Linked DNA regions of Mus musculus: all the other regions are linked to region 1. A link is a contact called in public HiChIP or PLAC-seq and promoter capture Hi-C data. All regions are on one chromosome and are shown on one strand. Each heading gives the region's core, a stretch centred on a gene start, on an enhancer-like site or on the middle of the called end of the contact. The rest is flanking DNA. Distances are from core to core; before and after follow the strand shown.

Region 1 (2,854 bases), core at 108-2,607:
AATTCAGGCATGACAGGAAAACGTTGGTAATGACAAAGCACTTTTAACAAGCCGGAGGAAAAGCCTTCCACCTCTGCAGCTTCCTGCGACTCATCCCCATCCTCAAAGACAACTGCCTTCTTCTATCTGTCAAGTCTCTCCTAGGAGCCTGAAGGCTTCCGTTCAGGTCAGCAGCTGGCGCTATCAGTGGTACTGAAAATGCAATTATTTATTCGCGATAAGCTCCCCGCTCAGCTTCGGTACAGCAGCATCTGCAGTATCTATCCTCAACAGATCATCATGCACTGCATCACTTTTAATGTCGTAACGTCATGCAAATTCCATGTTAATCGATAGATAAGACTGATGTTTCCGAGAAGATTTGCCCTTCGGGAAGGCAGGAAGACATTTTGAGGAACCCGAAAAACAAATCCTTTCGGCATTAGGTGTTCAAGGAGAGCAAAATAACACACTCGACTAAAAGCAAGCATTTCTCAAGAGATTATGTGGGTTGACTTAAGAATATGAATCACCCACATAAGCTATAACCAGTCCTTTCCACCTTGAACGAGGATAGATGCCACAACCTCAAAATAAATGAAATCATGTCTGACAGGCATAGCTGACAGGGCTGACAGGGCTGACAGCCTCCAGTGAGTTACCGCCCTCCTCCTGTTCCTTCATGATTACAGGCCTCTCCAAGACTATCTCTACCCCCACTGAAACCAAACACAATACGAATTTGGAAAAGCGGTTTCCAGGGGTCGCGAAATGAAGTACGAAGAAAGTAATTCTGCAAAAGGGTGATCCAAACCCAAGGTCCTCCCAGGAGGACTCTCGCTCGGATTCTCCAATCCTCCCTTTCTAGCAGGGAGCATTTGTCGTTCACCTCTTCGTTTCTAAGCTGCACAGTGAGAGCGCAGAAATTTTCTGGACCAGGCATAACCTGTCTCCTGGTTAGGGAAGAAATCCCCAAATTGTAAGACCCTTTAAGAAATCCCCCCAGATCACTCTGCCTATCCGATCTCTTCTGTCCTTTCGCCTCCTCCTCTCCCGGGTCATTCCTGAGCAGTGGCCCTCCAGTTCCTCTGCCCACAGGAAGGGTGTCCGAAGAGGGAGATGAGCCCCCCATATTTTTCTCAGAGACCTAAGATCCTGGCTAATTCTTCTGACAAGCATCCGAGGTATCCGAGTGCGCTCCACGTCCCCTCGAAAGCCACTCGGGGAAGCGCTCTTTCTACAACCCCAGCTCACCTCTCGCCGGCTCCGCCGCCGCCGCGACCGCAGCCGCCGCAGCAAAGCGACCCCGGCTCAGGCTGAGCAGAGTCGCCGACCAGCGTACGCAAGCAAGGCTCCGCCCCCACGCCACCGTCGAGTCCCGCCCCCGAGATGATTTCATCTCAGTTGACCAATAGGATGCTGCCTCTCCCCTGCTGCCGCAGTGCAGAGTCTATGGGGCTCGGGCGAGTCCTGGTGTGCAGTCGCCATCTTTGTTCCGGCGTTGTGATTTCTATCCCAGTTTGGAAGTCATCTGGGCTGGGCGTGTGACTTTTGAAGTGTTTGCCTTTTGAGCCCATCAGAATCCTTTCTCTCTATTATCCTCGGAGCAAGGTTACCTGCCATCTCTACTTTCCAGAGAACCAATTCACAACTTTTTCTTGGAGAAAGCAGCATGAAAGAAATGGGCACATTATAGAATGATCTGAGAGCTTGAAGGGAGCCTCAAAGCTAGTCTTCTTTACGTATACGCATCCTATGTCGTTCTTAGACCTCTGAAAATATTTGAGCCCCAGACTGGAGAGCGACTTAAGATAAGTCCTATATTAGAGACATAGGATCTCGTCCACTTACAAAGTATCGGATTCATTCTTCCAGCAGCTACCTAGGATTTACACTTATCCAAATTGGAAAAAAAAAAAAAATCCCCGGAAGACCACATGTTGACAAAGTAATTATTTTTATCTTGCTTACTAGGTTTCTGTGAACCCATCTGACCACGTAGGAGTTTTCAGTTCCTCATATATCTTTTGAATGCAAAATAATACCTACCTTTTTTTTTTAAAGCTCCTTTTCTAAATATTGATAGAGTCCTTTCCCCCCAATTAAAGAAGAGTAGGGAGTCAGCAGAAACATCAGGAGGAACTTGGAGAACTGGTCAGTCAGTCTCTGTGGGTGGCGGAACTCATTGAGATTCAAGTGTAGTGAAGGAGGTATTTCGGATTTAAAAAAAAAAAAAAAAGCAACTTGTACTGATAATTTTTATCTGCTTGGCAGAAGTATTACAAAACGTGTTTTGTGAGCCCGAACAAAATGATGGACACAGTGAACATTTTATTTGAATTTTTCTACTGCACATGGTAATTGAAGGTATTGCTTCATTACAATTCTCTCGAGAAGCAGCATTTCTGAGACCTAGGCTTTACGGTTTTCACATTCTGAAGCTCCTTCTACAGGCAGGGACCCACAATTGAAATCCTGCCAAGTATTTCACAATGACTGTCACTTCCTTCCTCGTAGACTTAGAAAAAAAAAGCTAACCTCAGAGTCAGCTGCTTCCTAACCGCAAACAAGTGTTTCATACACTACCTGTAAGAAAGCCTATCCCGGACTATAGTTCACTTGAGTTGTTTCTACACCCCACGCCGTGGTTTCCCTGAAAGTACATCCTCTTAGAGGTCCAATAATAATAATAATAATAATAATAATAATAGTTATTATGGAGGTCAGAGAACAACTTAGTGGGAGTTGGTTCTCTTTAACCCCGAGTTACCCAGGAATTGAACTTGGGCATCAGGCTTGTCTGAAATACTTTAACCTGTTAAGCTAAGACTTTCTTCTTCTTCTTCTTCTTCTTCTTCTTCTTCTTCTTCTTCTT
Region 2 (2,811 bases), core at 224-2,723, 540 kb before region 1:
GGGTGTTTGACATAACGGGAAAAACGATGCCTTTCTAATTTGGAAGGTCCTAGCTCAAGATATCTTCCTTCAATAGAGCCTTAAAAATAGGAAAGGGACAGAATGAGGAAGATGTATGTCCTTTCTTGTCGCAGACTTAATCCCAGTCTTCCAGTAATGGTTTCCCGGAACTCCATGTCCCCAGGACAGTGAGTGTCACCACCATCGAAGCCCTCTTTATGTTCTGGGGGGGATCGAGACCTTTTCTTAGCAGAAACTGGCCCTTCTAAGCCATGAACTGTCTCCCTCAGGCAGTATCCACCCCCCACTATCGATGACAACCCAAGCGACTCCCTCATCTGGTCACTGAAAAGACTGGCTGCCCCTGAACACGGAAAGTCACTCCTCTTTGCAAGATTTTCCCCTTGAACTTCCCCGAGCACTCTAAGAACGGCGTGCCCCTACTTCTAGGTAACAGTGGTAGCTTCCTTACCAGCTTTCCGCCCACGGGGGGCGCTTGCCAGTGGCCAGTGCAAGGACCGTTCGCGGCCAGCTCGCCTGCTATCCCTGCGGGGTGAATCTAACATGGCGGACAGAGACCGGGCCTAGTCCCATGTTTCCCGGAGTTTTCCACAAGATGATTGGCTCTTTCTATCTGCCCCTCAAAATAACCTCTCTACCGATTGGTCAGTGCTGCGTTGGCAAGGGAGGGACAGAAGCTCTCTGAACCGCATAACAATAACAAACACCCAGGCCGAGGGGCGGAACTAGCGCGCAGAAGTCAGCTGGTTGGATTTCCCTTTCCCAAGCCGATTGGCCACCCTCTGCTTTTCCCAGGTCACTGACATTGGCGGACTAGTTACCCGAGAATCGCGGGGCTGGACGGGAATTGTAGTCTTCCTGGAACCCACAGCTCCTTTTAGTCTATTTTCTGTGCACAAAACACGAACACAGAACGCTGCGATTCATAGCAGCTAAGACGCATAACTGCGAGGAGGTCTCCGCTGTACCGACTGGGTTCCTGTGGTACTCGTGCCTGCTTCCGGTGTGAGAAGCTCTTTTCCCGTAAGACTACACTTTCCAAGAGATGCTGTGGAGAAGGCCTTTCGTTCCGCAATGCATGCTGGAATTGGTAGTTCTTCTTACACAAGTCTCTTATTTACCGAAACTGGAGACTTCCATGGCAGGAAGGCTGAGGGAGGGATGAGACCTCGTTTTGCAACTGCTTTGGGCACTACCTTGCGCTCATATTCCGGCCTCAGGGAGCGATTCCCACCCTTTGTACAGAACTACTGTGACGTAATAAGCAGGCGTAGATGCGAAGGGGCTGCCTAAGAGAAACCTCGAAATTCTTTCTCTTCCGTCTCTTTCTAGTGACGACATACAGGAAAAAAAAAGACTAGGTAGCCAATCGCAAACCCAGAAACAGTTTCAGCACCCCCCCCCCCCAACTCGCTCCTCCCTTCCCTTCCGCTGACGTGTCTGGATCTTGTGTTCCGAAAGGCTAGCGCTAGGCGCCAAGCGGCCGGTTTCCTTGGCGACGGAGAGCGCGGGAATTTTAGATAGATTGTAATTGCGGCTGCGCGGCCGCTGCCCGTGCAGCCAGAGGATCCAGCACCTCTCTTGGGGCTTCTCCGTCCTCGGCGCTTGGAAGTACGGATCTTTTTTCTCGGAGAAAAGGTGAGACAGCCCTGAGGAACAGAAAGGGTACCCCGGAATACTCATATGAAAGGCAGGAAGCTGCTGGTGGAGACGGGTGTTTACTGATTAGGAAAGTACCTGGGGCGGAACCAAAGGGTCCCAGACGTTTTCAAACAGGACTCTTGGGAAGGGTGCAGTTTGTGCATTCCCGGGGGCAGCTGTGAGGAAGAGGGCAAAGGATCTACGAGGGGGAGTTCTGGCTGTAATCGTATCTTGAAGGTTGTATACGGATGCGGGCTAAAGGATGAGAGGAAAGGCGGGCAGAAGTGTGGCAGGGAAGAGGGGGGAAAAACGGAGTTTGTGGAGGGAAACTCCTGAAGAACTAGACCCGAGTACATTTCACAGAAGGTTCTAGAAGGGAAGTACATAAGGGAATGGCAATAGTAATGAATGCTGTTGGCAGAGAAGACGTGTTTAAAGAGAGCCTTAACAGGGAAACATCCAGAAGAGGTAGGGTGGAGACGCTTTAGCAGTTTTTAAGTGTTCCTTTTGGCGACTTTTAAAATAATATGTGTGCTTCTTTTTTGTTTGGTTGGTTAGCGTTTATGTTGGTGGTTTGGTTTGGTTTGGTTTTGGCTTTTGTGTAGCCTTGGCTGTCCTGGAACTAGCTCTATAGACCAGGCTGGCCTCGAATTCACAGAGATCCACCTGCCTCTGCCTCCTGAATGCTGGGTAGTTGATTAGTTTTGAGACAGAGTCTAGTCTCATTTATATTAGCTCTGGCTGGCTTGGAGCTGTGTATAATAGAACAGGCTGGTCTTAAACACTCCTCCACCTGCCCCTGTCTCTGGGGAGGAGGGGGTCAAAGATATCCACTACCATTCTCAGCTAGTTTTAGAGTTTGTGAGACAGGGCCTTCTGTAATTGGGTTGTGTAGCTCTAGGTGACCTTGAACTCTATCCTCCTGCCTGTACTTCCTGAATGCTGAAAGTACAGGTTGAAACAACCATATCTGATCTTTTGGCCTCCCCAAACTAGCCCAAAAAGACTGCTGAACTTCTGAGTCCAAGCCATCCTCCTCCTTCAACTTCTCCAGTCCCTGAAACTATAGGTATGACACCACTGGTTTTGATTCTAAGCAAGAAAAAGAACACCAGACTCTGGGGAAAGTTCATATATATATCACTTCTG
Region 3 (2,993 bases), core at 12-2,511, 610 kb after region 1:
TCGAGGCCAGCCTGGTCTACAAAGTGAGTTCCAGGATAGCCAGGGCTATACAGAGAAACTCTGTCTGGAAAAACAAAAACAAAAACAAAAACAAAAAAAAAAAAAAAAGAAAGAAGGTGTCGGAGTTTAGAGTGTACCATATTTCCTAGTCTTGTGATCTCTTTGGAGCGTAGTTTTAAAATCGCATTACATTTTATTTACTTTTATGTGTGTGGCACTTGTGCCAAGGCGGGAGATCAGAGGACAGAGGACAACCTGTGAGACTTGGCTGTTGTCTCCCTCCATGAGGTATCAGACTCGGGTGGTCACATCTGCACAACTGAGGCACCACACAAGCCCATTAAAAATATTCTTTTAACATGGATCATTTCGATCCCACTTTGAAGACCAGGCTGGCCTCTTAACTCACAGAGATCTGCCTGCCTCTGCCTCCTCGAGTGCCACCACTGCCTGGCTGCTCCAGCACTTTTTAAGAACTGTCTCGAACTGAGACAGTTTAAATACTGACATTCCTCAGCTGTTTAAGTGCTACTACAAAGCTTATTTCATTTAATCTCTCCAACCTAAGATAGATAAAGCTAATGAACCCACTTTACAGAAGAGATACAGGGTGAAAGGTACACTAACTAGCCTAAGGTCATACAAAGATTAAGGGGAGAACCCAAACCCAGGCCTGCTAATTCTAAACAGAAGGGATCAGGGAACACTCCATCTTTTGTAGGGGGGAGAAAATCCCAACCCAGCACAAAGCCTATGAAATGCTTTACAAACATCTTATTACTACGTTGAGGCAAGAATGAATAAGCCTGACGCTGAGTTGGCTGGCTAGTGAAGGCGTCAGTCCTTTCCCATGCCTCCCCCTGACTCACCTGTTGGACAGGTAGGGGGGGAAGGGGAGAATAATGAGTCTTACCTGCTCAGGGCTAGGGTGGGGCAAGTCACGCCCCACCTGATCCATTGGCTTTTTCCTTAGTCTTACTGACAGCCCTCTGTCCAATCATAAAGAAGAAACTTTCTATTTGCCAATAGATGCAGAGTGAGGATGAGACCTCAAGTTGGCGTCCACCCCAGAGTCGAGTGGCAGTCCCTGGGGCCAATGGTGAGCGCATAAACAGAGGCGGCCGTGGTAGAGGTCCCGGCGCGAGGCTCCGCCCCTCGATGGGATAGTCAGGCTGGGCAGCCAGTGAGATAGCCTCAGAGGGTGGGAGTCTCCCTAGGGGGCGGAGCTTCGAGGGGGCGAGAGGTGTGGCTTGGCTGTCAGGTCCCTTTGCCTTTTGTTCGGTTACTGAGTTGCTGCCTTGGCCAGAGTCCGGAGCAGCCGCCGCCCGAGTGCGCCGAGCTCAGTTCGCTGCCCGCGCCGGCTCCCTCCCGGCCAGACCCGACCCCGATTCGGCTCAGCCCGGCTCCACGCTCAGGTACACCCGATCGGGGTACGAATCACTGTGGGAGAGTAGGGACAGCAAGCGGCCGGGAGGCTGGTTCCAGCGGTTTCAGGGCAGGTGAGGGCGGGTGTCAGGGAGCGCATCCTACACCAGCGACAGGGGGCGCGCTGGGGTCCGGGGCGCGGGACCCTTGGGACAAGCAATCTGGGTTGGAGCGCCCCTCCAGGCTCGGTGAACCGCAGGTCTGAGAAGGGTGGGGAGGAACTAGGGCAGGTGCCTCGGAGTTCGCGCCTCCCCCAGGGCCCCAGAGCTCGCCTAACACGGCGTCCCTGACTCTCCCCTGGAGCTGACCGAGCAGACTTTGACCCGCTCCGCCTGGTCCCGGAGCTCACGGTGACAGGAATTTACCGTTTGGGAAACTTGCTGCCTAGTCTCTTTGGGGCCACCCTCACCGCACCCCACGCGTCATCCTCGCTTTCTCTCCCTCCCTCCCTACTCCCCCAGGCCTGGGTGGGGCCCTATTGTCTGCGCCCAGCTTTCCAAACTGTGGGGGCCGAGTGCACATTTTCCCAGGGACGCAATTCCCACCTGCTGAGCAGAGCAGGTGAGCGCTTGGAAGACGGAGGCCCTGCCCTGCAGCTCCGAGCTGGACCTGTGGCGCCTCCCTCCGCTCTAGTGTACGCCGGTCAATGCCTTCTCCTACGGAGGTGGGATAGGGTGACTGGGGAACTGGTGAAGGGTCTGGGCTGAGTGCCCTACCGATGTCTGACACTGGTGGCTTGGCCTGGAGTCTGGGCCGGTAGAGAAAATTTAAGAAGCACTCGCCCAGTTTTTAGTAGCTGTGGTTTCCAGAGTGTTGATAGGGAAACAGCAATATCTTTTGATTTCTGCAACCCATTCTTGTTGAGAAATCACTCCAAACAAACTTTCCAGGAGAAAGTAACCATGGGAGCCTTTTCTAGGATTTTTCTAGTCTCCTTGTTGAGAGCTGATTCTAGGCTTGGTGGTACTTCTTGGAGGAAAACCCCTTCCCCCAGTCAGCTCCAAGCTGAACGTAGCCAGTGTGTGCGCTTTGACCCTGTTCTCCCTGCCCCCAACTCCATCCTGTTTGCCAGGCCCCTAAGGCCTGAGGTAGGGACCAATGGGGGTGGGGTGGGGGCGTTGCTGAAAGGGGAAGTGTCTTCTTCCTTCCCCCTCCTCCGGAGACCATCACACCCCCTTATATGAGGCCTGCTAAGTATCTGTCCTCCCAAGCTCTGCCCCTTCCCCAGGAATGGGGTTGGGACAGGGCTGGGCCAAGCTAGGAAGATGAGGAAGAGTGATTAGTCTTTCCCTAACTCCCCCATTCCATCCCCGATTTTATTTAGCTGGCTGACAATTGAGGCAGGATAGCATAGGGCAGGAATGTTGCTGGCCGGTCCGCTGGGTTTCTAGATTATGAAGGTGCATTCTTTCTAGAGGACTCGCCAGAAGTCCCTCCTCCACCCACTCTTTTCCTGAGTGTTTGGCGGGGAAAGTGGGACAGGAGGAAGTCTTTGCTGTAGAAGGTTTCTTCCCTGCCAGGCACCCTGAGGCTGCACAGTGTGATCCGCGCCCTCCCCTTGCCTTCCG
Region 4 (3,146 bases), core at 247-2,746, 590 kb after region 1:
GGGAATATTTTAGGAATTGAAAATTTGGTATTGAAGATAGGAGGCATCCTTTGAGGTGCTCTCCCCAGGATGCTGTTTGTGGCAAAGGATTATGAAAGCACTACAGGAATGCAAACCTTAGAAGGGGCAACATTCTCTGGAAGCTCAGGAAAGTGGTGCTGAGTCCGGGAGTGCCCAAGCTCTTACCTGGAGTCAAACTTTTTCCCGTCTTCGAAAGTGCCATTGTAGTGGTAACGCACAAAATCCCCCATCTGCACTTCTCGGGGACAGGCCCGAGGGATGTGGTATCTCTCGATGACCACATCTTCCAAGGGGGCTCCGGCCGGGCTGGCACGGCCCAGTCCCCTCTCCAAGGTCTGTAGAAGCAACAGCAACGGCAGTATGCGGAGCCGATGGAGGGTGTGGCTGGAGGACCCCACAAGGAACATGGTGCCCAGACCAGGGACGCCGGCAGTGAGAGCGGACGCCAGCCGCTAGCCTCCTTCCCCCTCCTCTCAGAGCTGACTCCCCCCCTTCCTGTCCTCTCTCCCCACCCCGCCCTGGCGGGTCCACGTGGAATGGGGGCTGGGGAGAATGAGCTGGCCGGGCAGGGTGATGTTTTATGGTGAACTAGGAGGTGGGGGCCAGGTTGAGAGTCTCTGGAGTCCAAGGAATTTGCCACAAAGATCTCTGAGTCTCCCTCCCCCAAAACTCCATCCGGGACTGAGACCCGGGGCCTGGCCCAGAGGGAGGTTCGGGAAAGATGAGAAGTTGGAGTGGACTTCCAAAATGAAAAAGTTTTTTCCAGAGTCTCTGGGTCCTAAAGCCTGTTGGAGGAATCTCTAGCTTTCCCTGGCACCCCAAATCTAGGCCCCTTCTGGTGCAGGTGAGGCTGTAATCTGAGGGCTATTTCAGTTCTACACACACACACACACACACACACACACACACACACACCCGCCCCAACTCTCCTCCCGCGAAAGGTTAGAGGAAAGGGGGGTTAGGGAGAATGTTCTCTAGGTGAAAGGTTGTTTTGTCCTGCAAAAGCCTGGCTGCACTGAAGACACAGGAATCTTGCTCCGGCGGGAGGCTGATGGTGTCAGTGCTAGGTGTGCGGGGTAACAAGAGGTGTGTACGCCTCGACGTCAGCGCGGGTGTTTACCGGGCCACCTAGGGGGAGCAGAGGAGACTCGAGGAGAAAAAGACCAGATTATGTGACTTCGTCCACTTTGCCTACGCAAAGGACAGAGGTGGCACTTAAGGGGGGGGGGGGGGACGACACTGCTGTGGGGAGGGGCTTTCTGGGCGTGAAACGTAGCCCCACCCACCCGTGTCTGCCAGGGAGGGCCAGTGGTGGTGTAAGCATTGCTAGTGGTCGAGGGCCAGCCCACGTAGTGGACTCGAGCGTCAACTGACGGTCCTAGAGAGGCATTCCAGCCTCCCGGCTCTAGCCTAGGGCCCGGCGCTAAGACCCAGCAGGAGCTCCGGGGGTTGGGGGTGGGCTGGGCTGGAGCCCGAGCTGGCTGGAGCCCGACGGTCGCCGGCTGCTCCGTAAGCCTCCGGGCGCGGTGCGGGCATGGCTCGCGGGGCGTGGGGGCTGCTGTGGCTGCTGCTGGGCAGCGCCGGGGCCCAGTACGAGAAATACAGCTTCCGAGGATTCCCTCCGGAGGACCTGATGCCACTGGCCACGGCCTACGGCCACGCTCTGGAGCAATACGAAGGCGAAAGCTGGCGCGAGAGCGCGCGCTACCTGGAGGCGGCGCTGCGGCTGCACCGGCTGCTGCGCGACAGCGAGGCCTTCTGCCACGCCAACTGTAGTGGCCCCGCCACCTCTCAGCCTCGGCCCGCGTCCGGCCCGGACGGCGACCACGACGGCGATGGCGAGGACTGGGCTCGCGAGCTGCGGCTCTTCGGTCACGTCCTGGAGCGCGCCGCCTGCCTGCGGCGCTGCAAGAAGACGCTGCCCGCCTTTCAAGTCCCTTACCCACCGCGGCAGCTGCTGCGCGACTTCCAGAGCCGCCTGCCCTATCAGTACCTGCACTACGCGCACTTCAAGGTGGGCGCGGCCGGGGCCGCCGTCGAGTTTCCCTAGAACGTGAGGCCCGCGGTGCGTCCGAGGCCCCCACTGACCCACTCCCCACGCTCCTCACCAGGCGAACCGACTGGAGAAGGCGGTGGCTGCGGCCTACACCTTCCTCCAGAGGAACCCCAAGCACGAGCTGACCGCCAAGTATCTCAACTACTACAGGGGGATGCTGGATATTGGAGATGAGTCCCTCACCGACCTGGAGGCCCAGCCCTACGAGGTGTGGAGAGAGTGGGAGGGATGGCTAGCCTTGGTACACCTTCCTACAACCTCTTCACCCAACACACACACACACACACACACACACACACACACCTTATGAGCCTTCGGGGTCTTCTTGACTACCCCCGCCATGCACCTCTCCAGGCTGTGTTCCTCCGGGCTGTGAAACTTTACAACAGCGGGGACTTTCGCAGCAGCACAGAAGACATGGAGCGGGCCCTGGCTGAATATATGACGGTCTTTGCTCGGTGTCTAGCTGGCTGTGAGGGGGCCCACGAGCAGGTAGACTTCAAGGACTTCTACCCAGCGATAGCAGGTATATACCATTCAGACCACTGTGAGGTATCCCTCACCCACAGTGCCCTGGCTTCCCAGGCCTTCTAAGGCCTCTTAATGCGTGGCTATGTCCGGTGACCGCATTCAACAGGTCTAGCAAAGTGCTCCAAAGCTACACACGAGTCAGGCCTTTTCTGTCTCCAGTCTGATGAGAGAAATGCTGGTATACATAGCAAATTCTGGGTCAGCTATATAGAGAAATAGATTGCCTCAAAAAACAAAAGAACAGGGCACGGTGGCACAGGCCTTTAATCCCAGCACTCAGGAGGCAGAAGTAGACTGATCTCTGTGAGTCCAATGCCAGCCTGGTCTACAGAGTGAGTTCCTGGGCAACTGAAGCTTTATAGACCTTGTCTCGAACAACAACGGAGATGAGGAATTGACTCCAGGCAGGTGTGTGCAGAAAGCAGGGCTGGGTGGAGGAACCACAGCTAGTCTTTGGATCCGTGACCACAAGGCCCTTCAAGGGAGGTAGCGGTGAGGCAGAAAGAACTATTATCAGGACCCCTATTCTCCCAGAACA

Evidence for each region. Promoter capture Hi-C pulls out the DNA fragments that hold promoters and counts their contacts. HiChIP or PLAC-seq counts read pairs in DNA pulled down with a chosen protein or histone mark.
Region 2: a contact with region 1 is called in a promoter capture Hi-C map of liver, with 2.8 times the contacts expected there. The contact joins the promoter of Brca1 here to the promoter of Atp6v0a1 in region 1. A contact is called at or near these places in 3 of 39 promoter capture datasets (erythroid cells, liver and pre-B cells) and 1 of 115 datasets of contacts at active chromatin or transcription factors (pancreatic cancer cells).
Region 3: a contact with region 1 is called in an H3K27ac HiChIP or PLAC-seq map of heart atrium, with 5 read pairs. The contact joins the promoter of Jup here to the promoter of Atp6v0a1 in region 1. A contact is called at or near these places in 4 of 39 promoter capture datasets (hippocampal neurons, liver and pre-B cells), 3 of 115 datasets of contacts at active chromatin or transcription factors (extraembryonic endoderm stem cells, heart atrium and microglia) and 2 of 9 other capture datasets (adipose tissue and liver).
Region 4: a promoter capture Hi-C map of liver shows a contact between it and region 1, with 4 times the contacts expected there. The contact joins the promoter of P3h4 here to the promoter of Atp6v0a1 in region 1. A contact is called at or near these places in 2 of 39 promoter capture datasets (liver and pre-B cells), 2 of 115 datasets of contacts at active chromatin or transcription factors (extraembryonic endoderm stem cells and pancreatic cancer cells) and 2 of 9 other capture datasets (adipose tissue and liver).

The regions. Positions count from the first base shown.
Region 1 is chr11:101,007,944-101,010,797 of GRCm38.p6, reverse strand. It overlaps Atp6v0a1 (ATPase, H+ transporting, lysosomal V0 subunit A1), which reads right to left and starts at 1,357. Exons shown (of 22, transcript NM_016920.4): 1 at 1,234-1,357.
Region 2 is chr11:101,550,617-101,553,427 of GRCm38.p6, reverse strand. It overlaps Brca1 (breast cancer 1, early onset), which reads left to right and starts at 1,473. Exons shown (of 23, transcript NM_009764.3): 1 at 1,473-1,659. It overlaps Nbr1 (NBR1, autophagy cargo receptor), which reads right to left and starts at 774. Exons shown (of 24, transcript NM_008676.3): 1 at 473-774.
Region 3 is chr11:100,396,058-100,399,050 of GRCm38.p6, reverse strand. It overlaps Jup (junction plakoglobin), which reads left to right and starts at 1,261. Exons shown (of 14, transcript NM_010593.2): 1 at 1,261-1,415. Gm12348 (predicted gene 12348) reads right to left here and starts at 935. Exons shown (of 4, transcript NR_132425.1): 1 at 914-935.
Region 4 is chr11:100,413,066-100,416,211 of GRCm38.p6, reverse strand. P3h4 (prolyl 3-hydroxylase family member 4 (non-enzymatic)) reads left to right here and starts at 1,496. Exons shown (of 8, transcript NM_176830.3): 1 at 1,496-2,035; 2 at 2,133-2,285; 3 at 2,432-2,603. The coding sequence starts at 1,556. Fkbp10 (FK506 binding protein 10) reads right to left here and starts at 518. Exons shown (of 10, transcript NM_010221.2): 1 at 187-518. The coding sequence starts at 428.